Regions from separate parts of the Sus scrofa genome. Here region 1 is linked to region 2. Evidence: chromatin contacts called from public Hi-C data. All regions are on one chromosome and are shown on one strand. Each heading gives the region's core, a stretch centred on a gene start, on an enhancer-like site or on the middle of the called end of the contact. The rest is flanking DNA. Distances are from core to core; before and after follow the strand shown. Region 1 has its middle 62 kb from the start of TRH. Region 2 has its middle 19 kb from the start of PLXND1.

Evidence for each region. A called contact is a pair of places that touch in the nucleus more often than the background predicts.
Region 1: a contact with region 2 is called in a Hi-C map of retroperitoneal adipose tissue, with 2.4 times the contacts expected there. The contact joins two enhancer-like sites. A contact is called at or near these places in 1 of 47 Hi-C or Micro-C datasets (retroperitoneal adipose tissue) and 2 of 2 datasets of contacts at active chromatin or transcription factors (alveolar macrophages and skeletal muscle).

What each region holds. Positions count from the first base shown.
Region 1 is chr13:69,301,014-69,303,713 of Sscrofa11.1, forward strand. No RefSeq gene overlaps it. Among named protein-coding and RNA genes, the nearest start is that of TRH, 62 kb to the right of the region's middle. Within about 2 kb of position 1,353, at least 8 of the 83 cell types and tissues checked have an H3K27ac peak or open chromatin away from gene starts, as enhancers often do. A contact at or near this core is called in retroperitoneal adipose tissue, where this site is marked.
Region 2 is chr13:69,014,239-69,016,938 of Sscrofa11.1, forward strand. No RefSeq gene overlaps it. Among named protein-coding and RNA genes, the nearest start is that of PLXND1, 19 kb to the left of the region's middle. Within about 2 kb of position 1,378, at least 10 of the 83 cell types and tissues checked have an H3K27ac peak or open chromatin away from gene starts, as enhancers often do. A contact at or near this core is called in retroperitoneal adipose tissue, where this site is marked.

The DNA of each region.
Region 1 (2,700 bases), core at 103-2,602, 290 kb after region 2:
CAATAATATTGATGGAAATTAAGGCAGAGAGGGAGTTCCCGTCGTGGCGCAGTGGTTAACGAATCCGACTAGGAACCATGAGGTTGCAGGTTGGGTCCCTGCCCTTGCTCAGTGGGTTAACGATCCGGTGTTGCCGTGAACTGTGGTGTAGGTTGCAGACATGACTCAGATCCCACGTTGCTGTGGCTCTGGCGTAGGCCGGTGGCTACAGCTCTGATTCAACTCCTAGCCTGGGAACCTCCATGTGCCGCGGGAGCGGCCCAAGAAATAGCAACAACAACAACAACAAAAGACAAAAAGACAAAAAAAAAAAAAAAGAAATTAAGGCAGAGGAGCTAAACACCTTAAATTGTTTGGGGAGTTCCCGTTGTGGCTCAGCAGAAACGAATCTGACTAGCATGCATGAGGATGCAAGTTTGACCCTGGCCTTGCTCACTGAGTTAAGGATCCAGAGTTGCCTTGAGCTGTGGTATAGGCCACAGATGCAGCTTGGATCCAGCGTTGCTGTGGCTGTAATGTAGGCCAGCAACTATAGCTCCAATTTGACTCCTAGCCTGGGAACTTCCACATGCTATGGGTGTGGCCCTAAAAAGACCAAAAAAAAAAAAAACCTTACATTGATAAAATCCAGCTAAATTCCACTCAAGTATTGCAAAATCTTTGCAGCAATAATTTATCACATTTCCAAATACTCTCGTGTCAGTAAGTGTTTAACTTTACTAATATGGGTAACCAGTACAGAACATGGCTTCACAAAATTAAAATTTGGTAAAAACTATTCAGGGTCGAGAGTGACCATAGACTACTGTCACATCTAGTGTCCGTGATGTATTAGCGCAGGTAAGCACTGAAACTGCCTATTTTCATAAAAGCAAAACAAGTAACTGTTGTACAGAAAAGTGCCACATGCCAATGACATTTTTTTTAAGGCCTCACCCGTGGCATAAGGAAGTCCCCATGCTAGGGGTCAAATCGGAGCTGCAGCTGCCAGCCTATGCCACAGCAACAGCAAGACCAGATCTGAGCCACATCTGCAACCTATACCACAGCTCACAGCAATGCCAGATCCTTAACTTGAACGAGGCCAGGGATGGAACCAGTATCCTGGTGGATACTAGTCGGGTTATTATTGCTGAGCCACAAAGGGAACTCCCACATGCTAGTGACTTTACACTTCTAATTACTGTGCTAGTTTCTGTCTCTCACCTCACAGCATTTGCTTCTGTTTCCTGTGCATGGTATACCTAACTCTGCTGACCTTTCATTTCATTTCCTGAGAGGCCTTCCTTGACCCCACAGACAAGGTTAGTTTCTCCTAACGTACACCCAGATCATCATGAACTTCCCCTTTCTTAGCCCAGCATACGTGTAACTTCCCCTTAAACATCTGCTTTCTTCTCTGGACTGTGAGCTCCATAGTGCAAGAACTTGGTCCCTGTCATTCTGAGCCCAGTGACCCTCCATTTATCTTTAGGTGCTCAATAAATGCTTATTGGGTTAATAAATGATTAAGTGGTGACTCTATTCACATTAAAAGAGTCATGACCCTGCCTTCTATGTGTACAACCCTTTATTCTTGTTAGTAAACTTTTATTTCTATTATCCCATATTTTTTTATTTTCAGCCACATGGATGGCATGTGGAAGTTCCCAGGCCAGGGATTGACCTGAGCTGCTGCAGCTACAGCACCAGATCCTTAAATCACTATGCCACAAGGGAACTCCTTTGTTATCCCATTTGAGCTTCCAAAGACCCAGATCTACCTGGTTAGCTTTTCTCAGCCCTTAAAATGCATATGAGATCTCCAACCTCTCAGATCAAGCATGACTAGAGATGGAGCGGTGCATGCCTTCCAGTCCTAACTCTGCCACTGCACACCTGTGTCTTGGGCAAGTGACCTCACCTCTCTGGGCTCCAATCCCCTGATTTGTTCTTACCTCTCAGGTACACATACACATGACAAGTAAGTGAAAATATACATAAAAAGCATTTGGAACCTGGCACCTGCTAAATGTTAGCTATTGATACAGGAATACGATGAAGATCAAGAGCGACAGGGCCAATATTACCTTCTAGATTAAGTACCTTCTAGATTAAGTTGAGTTAAAAAGCAACCAGACACAAAAGACCATGTATTGTATGATTCTATTTCATGAAGTTCAAGGACAGGCAAAACAAAGCTATGATGATAGAGGCAGATCAGAATAGAGGGGGTAGGTGGCCAGCATTCTGACTTGGGAGGGGTACACAGCAGTCTTTTTGGGTATTGGAAATCTTGAATCTTGATCTGGGTGGTGGCTGCACACGTGAGTGTGCACATAGAAATATATTAAGATCTATGTGTTTTACTGAATGTAATTTTTTTTCTTTTTTTTAGGGTCACACCCATGATATATGGAAGTTCCCAGGCTAGGGGTCAAATTGGAGCTACAGCTGCCGGCCTACACCACAGCCACAGCAACACAGGATCCAAGCTGCCTTTGTGACCTACACCACAGCTTGTGCCAACACCAGATCCTTAACCCACTGAGCAAGGCCAGGGATTGAACCCAAATCCTCTCAATGTCAGGTTTTTAACCCACTAAGCCACAATTGGAACTCTATACTGCATGTAATTTTAACTTTGTTTTTTTTCTCTTTTTATGGCCATACCTGTGGCATATGGAAGTTCCAAGGGTAGGGTTGAATTGGAACTGTAGC
Region 2 (2,700 bases), core at 128-2,627:
GGTTGAAGACAGGCATCTATCTACCCGGAGTGTGCACATCACTGACCAACCCCAGGACCACTTCCTGTACCGGAATACTGCCTGGAGGTAGGATGAGAAAAGGATGGGAACCTGCCGGGACTTCCTGAAGGCAGGGGTACTCTGGGTGTTTGCACATTTGTTGAGTTAATAAACACTCCCTTGAGACAACTCCATACCCACTCCAGTGGCTGAAATTTAAGATTGACAACACCAAGTGCCCACAGGAAGCAGAACAATGGGAACTTGGATACACTGCTGGGTCTCTGTGTGTGTATAACAGTGCAGACACTCTGGAAAACCAAGTAGTAGGTTGTTACAAAGTCAAATGTGGACTTGGGCAACCCAGCAATCTCACTCCTAGGTATTGACAAAAAATGAGACCACAGGTGCACACAGAAACTATATATAGCCCTATAATTGCCCTATTCTTTCCAGAAATAACTGGAAAGTCCACAACCAGTGACTAGATTAACAAATAAAGTGAAGCCATACCACAGAATCAAAAGGAATGCTCTGTGGACAGACAGAACGTGGTCGAATTTCAAAGCCAGAGTCTAAAGTCTCCACACTGTAGGATTTCAGTTATGTTCTGGAGCAGGCCATGCTCTAGGGGCCACAAAAGGCTAGTGGTTGCCAGGGGCTGGGCTAGGTGCAGGATTGGACTAGGAAGGGGCAGCAGGGGATCATCTGGGGAGATGGGAATATTCTATTTTGTTCTGAGGGTTGGTTACAGGGTATAAACCTGTAAAAATTCATTAGCCTATACGTATTTGAGATCCATCCATTTCCCTCTATGTAAATTATACCTCGATAGAAAAATAAATTTTTTTAAGCCACCATTCCCCTTGTGGGCCTCTGCGAGGCAGGGGTGAACCACTAGCCCTGGGGCGCCATGGTTGGGAGCCCAGAGCGCGGAGGAGACGCGGCGCCACGGTTCTGGCCCCGCATGGGGGTACTGCCTGTGTCACCCAAACAGCGCCGACCTCCAAGGTCCAGCGTTCGGCGCTTCCAGAAAAGCCGGAAGCAGTGCGCAGGGTGGGCGGCATTGTCCACACGTCCGCTCCAGCCCCGCCTCGCATTGTCTCCGGGTTGGGACACTCCTCAGGGCGGACTGGGGTCCCTGGGTCGTTCCGCAGAGCCTCCCCCAGCCTACCCCCCACTCCCTGTTTGCAAGGGAGAAGTCAGCGCCAGACGGACGGACGGAGCCCAGGCCCTGTCACCCGATCCCCGCGTCCCTTGCTGCACCCCTCGCTCCATTGGGTGTGAAGCCGTTCAGCTCCTGGTTCTGGCCAGCTTGCTGTCCCCAGAGGCCAGTGAGACTTGAGCCACTACTTCTCCCTTGGGACTTTGAGCCCCTCAGAAACCACAGACGCTGCTGGGGGTGGGGTGGGGCACATTCCCTTGCCGATGGTCACGTGGGCGCAAAGCTGGGGGAATCAAGGAGACGGAATAAAAGTTCCTGCCCTTGCCAAAGCCCCCTTCTGTGCGAGGCACTGGGGACACACTGGGAAGCCAGCAGGGTCCCCATTCCAGTGGGGGAAGAGGGGCAGAGAGCAACAAGTAGACGACAAATAGTTGAGGACATAGTTGCACATACGGGGAGACCGGTGAGGGAGGGTGCAGATAGTTGGGTGGTCCCCGAAGGCTCTGGGCAGGTAACACGCTGGCAGACAGCACAGGAGGAAGGGCCGGCCCTGGGAGGGGCTGTGGGGTGTCAGGCAGAGGGACCGTGTGGACAAAGACCCCGAGACTAGAACGTTTGAAACTGGGGGCGGGTGGCGGTGAGGCACGCTGCAGGAGGGCGGGAGGCCAGAGGGCAGCCTTGTGGAGACCACGTTAGGGGAGAGCCCGCATCAGGGAGTCAAAGCCATTGAGGGGACGGCGGGGCTTGGGCCGGCAGTTGAGAAAAAAGAAGTCAGAAAAGCTTCTGTTCTGGTCTTGATCGGTTACTTGCTGTTTCTGGGCCTCACTTTCCCTAGCTGTAGAAAGCGTCCGTGTTGGAAGCTCTGAAATTCAGACTCTTTTCAAAGCAAGATTATTGCCACTTCACCTCAACCGCACAAGAAATGCGCCTGTAGAAGTTGAGAGACCTATAGGAAAATCAGACCCAGACAGCCAGAAACTGCTGGGTGGTTGGATAGAGGGATGTTGGGAGCCGCTGCTAGAGGCGGGGAGTTTGAAGTTTCCAACAAGGAAGGAGTACTTCTAACATTAGCCACCAGGGGGAGCCAGAGACCGAGTTTGCAGCACCTTGCCACAAACTCGGTCTCTGGCGCCTCTTGGTGGCTGTTATGGGAAGTACACCCTCCCTCTTGGAGACAAACTCCCCGCCTCTAGCCGCGGCTCCTGACGTCCCTCTGTCCAGCCACCCAGCAGTCTCTCCGTGTGTGGAAACTGTTATATTTGAAATGGATGGGCAATGAGATCCTACTGTACAGCACAGGAAAATGTGTGTAATTGGGTCACTTTGTTGTACAACAGAATTTGACAAAACTTTTTTTTTTTTTTTTTGTCTTTTGTCTTTGTTGTTATTGTTGCTAATTCTTGGGCCGCTCCCGAGGCATATGGAGGTTCCCAGGCTAGGGGTTGAATCGGAGCTGTAGCCACCAGCCTACGCCAGAGCCACAGCAACGCGGGATCCGAGCCACGTCTGCAACCTACACCACAGCTCACGGCAAC